2 separate regions of the Capra hircus genome follow, and region 2 is linked to region 1. The links are chromatin contacts, called in public Hi-C maps. All regions are on one chromosome and are shown on one strand. The core of a region is the stretch at or near the end of the contact, and the rest is flanking DNA. Distances in the headings are between cores, read along the strand shown.

Region 1 (4,469 bases), core at 998-3,497:
ATTGGAAAAGACCCCGATGCTGGGAAAGTTTGAAGGTAGGAGGAGGAGGGGATGGCAGAGGATGAGATCATTGGATGGCATCATTGACTCAATGGATGAGTCTGAGCAAGCTCCAGGAGCTAGTGAAGGACAAGGAAGCCTGGCATGCTGCAGTCCACAAGGTCGCAAAGAGCTGAACATGACTGAGTGACTGAACAACAACACACCATTTATGCGCTTTTTAAATCAGATTTTAGTCTAGATGAGGAAACAGAGAAGTTTAAAGCAAGTTAGAAAATATTGAAATCATTATGTCAAAAAATTGAACATCTGTACCTAGCTAGATTTGTGCTTTATGGACATCATTGTGAATTATGAGGCTGTTGCTGAATTTGGGGAACTTGGCATTTGTGGCTTATGGTCTAACTGGAAACCCCTTTGGCTGATTTTTGAGTCTCTAATTCATGGTTCTGCATTTTTCTCAAGACCACTGTTGGAATCCTGTGTTCACTGTATAATGAGTATTTTATTTTTAGATGTGGATCACCTACCCAGGGAGCCTGTGGGAAGGTGGGTAATGAACTATATCTGGCACAATTCACAAGTGCCGAAGAAAGTGCTGATATCCAAAGAATACCAAGAGTGACCACTATTTAGCGGCAGAGATGATATCTCTCCTGTAAGATGGTACTTTAAATTGTGTATATTTCTTCATTTGGTCATCTTAGCAATGAAGAAAGATCCAAGGTTTACCCAAGCGTGCTTATTTTCTGTCCCTAATTCTTGGCTTCATTTGTTTAAATGACGGGAACCTGTCAGGCCGAGGGAACTACTGTGCTCTCTGGGAGTTTCATTAAAAAAAAAAAAAAACCTCCAACACACTGGCGACTAAATAATAATAATTTACACAAATATTTGTTGTGTGGTCATTTCATCAGCTTTTTGTTACCTTAGCTGTTTTAAGAAGAAGTGCATAGAATTCAAAATCCATCATAGAGAAGCCGGTTCTCAAAAACTGTTTTTAGAAACCCATGGCACTTCTATGGATGGATGATGTTAAAACACAAAGACTCAGACTAGAGAAACTGATGAGTTTCTACGTAGAATGTAAAGAAAAAGCGTATTAACACCATCTACCATTTCTTCAACATCCTTTAAATGCTGCTAGTGTTAGAAGGTTGGACACTGAGTATAGCTTTCTTTTTCTTTCTGTTTTTAGCTTGGAAACCAGTAGCAGAGAACAAGGTAGCTGAATTCACGGTTCATTCTGCAGTCATGCACGTTTCAAACGGTTCCTGAGCTGTTTATGCTACACATGCTCGCTCGTACCCACAGAGCTGCGGGAACAAAGATACAGTGTGAATCGGGAGGACGCAGGGAAGGTGGCCGGAGAGGTCCGCCCGGCTGGAGGGCTGGGCGTGGGGAGGCGGGTGTGTCTGAGGACAGTGTGTGCAGGAGGAACGCGCGGCTCGTCCTCCACGAGTGCACTGTTCGAGGACCAAGAAGCCCCTTCTTAGAAATCCCTGATAAGATCCACGTTGGCGCAGCGTCTCGCGGCAGCCGGAGGCCGGGCGGAACGGCCTAGAGCCAGCGCCGCGCGCCGCAGCAGGGATGCCCCGGCGGGGCGGGTAACGGGCGGCCGGGCGCCTCGCTCCCGGCCCCAGGCGGCGCCGCGCCCGACCCACGCCCCCTCCGCCCGGGGCCGCCGCAGACCGCGCGGGCGGGGCTCTGAGCTGGGCTTTCTTTTTCGGGCAAACTTTCGCCACGTGAACCGCCCCCCATTCACTGCCGCGCCAATCGCGCGGCGCGGACGGATCCCGAGCGGGGCCACAGCGCACCGCCCCCTGCGCGCCGTGCGTGACGTGCGGCGCCCCCGCGGCGATGGCGCGCGGAGCCGGACGATGAGCAGCGGCCGCGCCGGCGCCGGCCACGGACATCAGCGTGCCGCGCGCAGCGCCAGCGGAGCCGAGCGCCCGGGGGGCGCCGCGCGGGGAGCCGAGCCGGCCGGGGAGCGCGGGGCGCGGGGCGCGGGCGGGGGGCCGCGGCCGGCGCGCGCTGGGCATGCTGCGCCCCTGAGGGCGGGCGCGCGCGAGCGGGACCGAGCGCCGGCGCGGGGCCTGCGGGCGGCCCGCGCTCCGCGATGGGCACGGCGGGCCCGCCGCAGCCGCGGCGCTGCCCGGGCGGGGCCGCGTAGGGCGGGCTGGCCTCGGCGGGCGGGCTGAGGGCGCGCGGAGCGGCGGCGGCGGCGGCGGCCCGGCGGGCGGAGCGGCGCGGGCATGGCCGTGCGCGGCCGGCGCGCCTGGCTCAGCGTGCTGCTCGGGCTTGTGCTGGGTTTCGTGCTGGCCTCGCGGCTCGTGCTGCCCCGCGCCTCCGAGTTGAAGCGGGCGGGCCCGCGGCGCCGCGCCAGCCCCGAGGCTTGCCGGCCCGGGCAGGCGGCCGCGGTGCCCCTGGCCGGCGGGGCGCGCGGGGATGCGCGCGGGCAGCGGCTCTGGCCCCACAGCGAGGCCCAGGATGGCGTCCCGCGCGACAGGAACTTTCTCTTCGTGGGAGTCATGACCGCCCAGAAGTACCTGCAGACCCGCGCGGTGGCGGCCTTCAGGTGAGTCCCCGCTCCCGGGCGGCGTCCAGCATCCGAGCGCGCTGCCCCGCGGCCCGCGTGCGGCGCGCGCCTTTGCCTGCCTCCCAGACCCGGCGCTCGCTGGGTTTCCGTGGGGCCGCTGTGCCCCGTGGGGCGTGCCGGGCGTTGGCAGCGGGCTCAGGGGCCGTATAGCGAGCGCAGCGCTCAAAAGCAGGGGCTTTGGGGTCCAGCGGACCAGCGTGGCCCCTCTGGGTGTAGTCTTCACGCGGACTTTCTGCTCCGCGCTTCATCTTTTCTTGTCCTAGTCCTTTCCTTTGTTGAATGAGCACCACGGAACATTTCCAAACACCCATAAGAGTGTTCGGAAAACTCAGCACAATAATGGTAATTGTGGTGGCAGCGGGGGTTATTATTCGAGGCTCTGAAACCTGCACTTTTAGCCTTGCAGAACTAGAGCCTGTGTAAGTTAATTTGGTCAGAGGCCTTCCACTTTTAGTTTTCACTGTTGGGACCATTCTGGTAAATGGAAGGGGTACACGCTGCACACTCAACCCCACCAGACTTTTGTAATTGGAAAGAGAACCTTTGGGAAAGCAGTTCTTGGCTCATGGTAGATTTGTTGTTAACTAGCCCAGTTTAGTGACGTGTGTGTTATCCGGTATCTGGGTCCTAGTTGGCCATATGAGTCAGAAAAGTGGCTGGAATCATGTTCAGGATTAACAAAGGGATTAGCCAAAGTAATCTTTAGAAGAGTGAAAGAGAGATGATATTGGAATGAATTTGAGGTAGAAGAGGGATGTATTAATAGATTCAGTAAAGAGATTTAATGGAAACCTTATCTGTGTGAACTACAGAAATGCTTACTCTACAGATAACATTTGGTATTCATCCAACCACAGAGCAAACCAACCTGAGAGGTCTGCTGGGAATGGACTCTTAGAGCAGTCATTACTGAGAGAGGCCAAGCTGGTGGTTGTTCTTAATTTATAACCATCACCTGTATAACTTCGGCTTTTAACTGTAGTCCTGGTCTAAATTTTCAGGCATTAGATGTTGTGAGGAGAAAAGCATATTTGGGGCTCCGTTCCTCTAAAGGAGGAGGAAAAGGGTTGAAAAGGAAGGTAGAGAGCAGTAGAGAAAGTCTGCCTTTTCAGTGCATTGATTCCCATTCCTGTGTTTCCACTGGATCTTGTTTAAGTCCATGACCTAGGTTCTGCCAGAAGGGGACTGAGTGCCTGAAAAGGTTAGAAAAGGTAGCATAAATTTGACTAAGATCATGACTTGGAAGCAAACATGCAGATCATGGTTTTCTCCCAGATGTATTGAATTAGGTGGAGTTGTGCTTTTTGTTGTTTCGTGGTTTGTTTTTCTGGCCTTTGAAGTATAGTTGATTTACAGTGTTTTAGGTGTATATCAAAAAAACATTTGATTTTTGAAAAAGGGAATACCTAATCAGAAATTGAGGATGAGCTATATACATTGTTTACAACATGGTTTTTAAAGTAAATCTATATGACTCCAATTTGATGACAAGTTCTTTGAAATCAAGTTTGGGACAGTTACCAAAGTGGTTTGTTCAAATATGGACATGTAACTCCCTGCCCCCCAAGCAAATACTTTTTCATAGATAACAAAATCACAAACTAGAAGGGGTCCTGGTAACACCAGCAATACTCAGAAAATGATTTGCACACTGGATACTATTTAACACTTGGAAATGATCTTTCCCCAAACCCATGCTTGAGGCTCTATGCTTGGCCTCCTTTCCAAATCTCCTACCTCATCTTTTTTGGATGTAGGATTTTATCTCATTGTTTATTTTCTTTAAGGCAGCTAGGGAAAAGTAGAAACATAATTTGTCCTCTGGCCCTTCTTTGTGGAAGTTCTGCCTTTTTGATAAAACCCTTGCCCG
Region 2 (4,469 bases), core at 595-3,094, 260 kb after region 1:
CTGATGATGAAACATACCACTCTCTTCTTCAAACAATGTTTCCAAATAGTTCTTTGAAGCCGTCAGTTTTTGAAGTTTCGAGAGATGCAGGAATCCTGGTGGGAGGTGGGACAGCTTGTTGCTGGAAATGTCAATTTCCAGTAGCCTGTAGTTGGGAAAGTCAAGGCATCAGAAGCAAGCCGTGGTCATGTACTTCTCTGTAAACATGTTTCTTTTTCTCCTGGCACAGGATAAGGAAGGTGCAGTGAAACACCAGTATGATTTCTGTTAATTGTGTTACTGTCGCTGTGTCGTCTGCAGAAAAAGACCAGAGCTCTCTTTGGTGGGTCCGGGTCTCATGGACCAGTAGGGATGTAACCTTTTTCACGTATGTGATAACAGAACAAGCTGGTGTCCTGAAGCTACTGAAAGTCCAGAGAGCAGTGCTTTGTAACCTTTTGGACTCTTGGCTCTGCCCCGGTTAAGGACCCCCACTCCACGGCACTTAATTTTTTGTACAGGGCTTCTTTCCCACGAGTTACTGCTAACCCTACGCTCTTATCAACAGTCTTTTCTTCACTTCACTTAGAGCCTTAGCTTTTGAAATCAGCTCATGTCCCATATGGAACGAGGGCTTACAGACATGATCATCAGTACATCAGGGAAGGGAAGGTCCTTCCCCTCCCTATGCAGCCTCATCGGGGGGCTTGGGTGTCTTCCCAAGGCCTCCCAGAAAGAGACAGGAGCTGCCCACACTGTTAGACCATGGCCAGAGTCCTGTGCAGTTAACTGCTTCTTGGAGGCCCTGCTCACTTTCCTTGGGAGGTAGGCCAAAAGCTGGAGTGTCTGGGCCCCGTGGCCTCCACCAGCCCCCTTCCTCTGATGCCTGCCTGCAGGACCAAGACTGGGCATCGTGGGCTGGCAGGCCTGCATCGCTGCAAAGAGCAGTGGACACATGGGCCAACCCTGGCAGAACTCTCTGTGTTCACGTGGACAGCAGGCCAGGACCTTGTGCCCAAGAGCTTGCTAAAGGCACACACAACTTCCTTCTCTCATTTTAGCTGAAAATCTGTTTTCCAAAGCACCAGCTATAATCAGGCAGCATGACTGCAGGAAGCAGATGCTACAGGCAGAGGGTGCGGGGGCAGCCAGGCTCCCATGGCGAAGGCCCCCCACCGGGGCCGCGGGGCAGGAGCCCACCTGGAACAGATGATTTCATCTGATGACTGCACGCTGGGCAGCTCCCCCAGGTGGTTGTCCGAGAGGTTCAGCTTCCGGAGGTTGATGAGGCCCCAGGGGACGACCGAGGGGAGGGACGCCAGACAGTTGGCAGAAAGATCCAGCTCTGTGATCTGGCAGGAGATGTCGATGAGCCAGTCCAGATCCACCCAGGGCAGCTTGAGGTGGGACCATTTCACACGAAGAGCCTGGGTGTTGGAGAAATGGGCAAAGCACACGCCAGTGGTAAACCCAGGGCTCACACAGACTTGGAATAAAGCAATGGTTTATCCAAGTGTGAGTCTGTCTGCTCATCTCAGCAGAGTCCTGAGAGATCAGGAGAACTGGGAGCACGTCGTCACTTGGGGGCACCTGTATCCTTGAGGGAATCTCTGCAGACACAGCAATGCGCTCTCCAGACTCGAGAGGGAGCACGTGGGCTTTGCGTCACCTCTGAGAGGGCTGATCACAGCCAGGCGGGACACTCAGCAGGAATAGCCCCTGCTCTGTGCAGAAGAGGCCACCCCAACTTGGAGGACCCTCCCCAGCCTGCAGAAGAAGGCGGAGACCCAAACCTGGGTCTTCTCCCTTCAGGTCACTCTTCCCCATGATTAGGGCAAGAAGCGCCTGCGCGTGCTCACACCATGTGGGGTGCTTTGTGGATGCACCGCTTCCAGAGTGAGCAACAACACACAGGCGACCGCCAGACACCACATGGGAAAAAGAGGACTTTGACCCACAACCTGCAGCAGTCTACCAGGACACTAATAACCCCCTCATCTAAACTGGAAGCAGGGACAAAGCTAGGGAAGCGGTTACTTCTCAGTCGAGTCCCGGACGTTTGGGGCCAACTGTTACAGAAGTTACCCTGTAGCTTCCTGGACTGTTACTAGGCGTTGCAGTGAGTCAGGGGTGGGGCCTGGTATTTGGCATTTCCTGCAAGCTCCCGGGTGATGCCAGAGCTGCTGGTCTAAGGAACACACTCTGGAAAGGAAGAGACTGAACTTGACCTAGAGTTTGACTCATTCTATTTAAAGAAATAAAGTATAAATTATATGATCCTTTCTTTCAGGTGAGAAGGGTTCTCTAGCCCTAGGCTAAGACAACTGCTATGACTAATTAGGGAAAGTCAAACATGCTCCCCCAACCAGTTATGAAGGATGCCCCCTTCTAGGTCGCCGCTTCCAGCTTGCCCACCAACCACCACCAGACAGGGCACACCCGATGGCTTGCCCTTGTCCGTGATAAAGCCTCTCCACTCCTCTGACAAAAGGCAAGCGACGGTGGCTGACTCGCTATCAAAAGCGCTGAATAAATCTCCTTTGCTTTTCTCATTTGGTTGGGTCAGAAAGGCCAGCAGCTTGCTGGCACATGGTGGTAAGTGGGATCTGGTGAAATGTTCACGAGCAGGGCTTTGCTCTTCTTGATCATCCAAGAATGTGGGGCTCACTGAGGTTTCTGGGGAAAGGAAATCGGCTCTTTTGGCTAGTGTCTCTAAAGCAGCTGGAAATCCGTATCAGAAAATTGGAGAAACAAGAATTAGTGCTTCACTAAAGGGAAAATGTTGCAACTGGGAAGGATACCAATAACGCGAGGTAAGTTCGCTTTCAAAATTGGCAGCAGTAGACTCCCTTATCTGGTCACAAGGTGGCGTGTGCGCCTCGGCTTTGTCTCCTTGGCTAACTTGCCAGGGCTGGAAAGCTGGGTCTGCTGTTCCTTCTCAAAACTCTGGGTTTTGAACCAAGGAGATGGGGGCTCTGTCTCTGTCTGCCTGTCTCTCTCCACTCACCTCGATGGAGAGAGGCGGTGGTATTACTGGATTTCAGGTCAAGAGAATGGAGTTTTAGTCTCAGTTTTATTTTAGACAAGTCAAGCTTGAGCTGTAGCCTGTTTTTATTATCACTATTGTTTCCCCCCATAATTATGCATCTTGAAAAATTTCAAAACTGCAGAAAGGCTTAACCAGTTCAATGCATATCCGTTCATATACACTTCATCTAGATTCACCAACTGTTAACATGTTGCCACATCTCTTTTTCTTCTTTTTCCCTCCACACAAACACACACTTTCCATTTTTTGCTGAGTCATCTGAAAGTAACCGTGGCGCCTCATTCACACCAACGTTATCTCGGAAGAAATGAAATCAGTACAACATTATCAAATCCATACTCCATGTTCAAATATTCCCGAAACGTCTTTCATAACTATTCTGCATCTTGATCCAGGATCTCAACAAAAATCATACATTGCATTTAGTTAACCCTAACCTTTCTTGAATCTAGAAGAATCCTCACGCCTTTTGCTGTCCTTTTAAACTTCGGCACTGCCAGTTTTCAGGTCATTCTAGTTGTTCTGTAGAATATCCCATAATCTGAATTTTGCTTCCTAATGTTTAGATTCAAGTCAAACATTTTTGGCAAAAATCTCAGTGTTCATTCCTACTAACTGAACTCCACAAGAGGCCACCTGACGTGGCCTAATGGCCTTCACTAATGGTGATGCCAAGTCTGATCCCGTGGTTAAGGGATCTGTCCTTTGTAATGCCACACTTTGTGTGTGCACGTGTGTGAGCACGCTCAGTTGTTTCTGACTCTTTGGGACCCCATGGACTGGAGCCCGCCAGGCTCCTCTGTCCACTGAATTTCCAAGGCAAGAATACTGAAGATCCTCCTCCAGGGGATCTTCCCAACCCAGGGATCGACCCCGAGTCTGTTGCATCTCCCCACTGGCAGGCAGACTGTTTACCTCTGTGCCACGAAGTCACACTGTGCTCTGTGATTAGCAATCTGAGAGGGTGATACTCGGAGACTAGGGAATGTTTCCTGTTCCTACGTCAGTTCATCCTGTGGTGTTAGCAGCCATTGTTGATCCAAGGCGTCCAGATCGCAGTCTGACTCTCTCCCCTCTGCACGGACCTGTGTGGCCATTCAGGTCACCTGAACTGATACGGCAGTCAAATGCAAAGTGAAAAGGAGACTGGGTTTGCTTTTAAATAACAAGCCTTAGGTGTTGGTTGAAAGTTTTATAAATAAAACTCTGTAAGGGCCATCAAAAATAAAACAACAGGTGTAACTCAGGTTGTTATGGTGAGACGAGCCAATTACGACACAAATCAGACATCCTCGGGGAACCAGCTGAGACTTTGTGTCTCGACAATGGCAACCTTCCTCCTGCATCTCCTCTGTGTCAGCCTCTCTGATCCTGGAGCTGCAGCCTAGAACTGCATAAGGGGCAGGGACTCTGCCTCGGGGACTCGAGCCCTGTGTATGCC

The links. Hi-C and Micro-C count contacts between places; a contact is called where the count stands out from the background.
Region 2: a Hi-C map of blood shows a contact between it and region 1, with 6 times the contacts expected there. The contact joins the enhancer-like site here to the promoter of CHSY1 in region 1. A contact is called at or near these places in 2 of 5 Hi-C or Micro-C datasets (both in blood).

Annotation. Positions count from the first base shown.
Region 1 is chr21:4,510,249-4,514,717 of ARS1.2, forward strand. CHSY1 (chondroitin sulfate synthase 1) reads left to right here and starts at 2,248. Exons shown (of 3, transcript XM_018066428.1): 1 at 2,248-2,578. The coding sequence starts at 2,256.
Region 2 is chr21:4,769,032-4,773,500 of ARS1.2, forward strand. LRRK1 (leucine-rich repeat serine/threonine-protein kinase 1) reads right to left here. Exons shown (of 35, transcript XM_018066303.1): 8 at 1,180-1,406; 9 at 18-145. Among named protein-coding and RNA genes, the nearest start is that of LRRK1, 90 kb to the right of the region's middle. Within about 2 kb of position 1,845, at least 4 of the 5 cell types and tissues checked have an H3K27ac peak or open chromatin away from gene starts, as enhancers often do.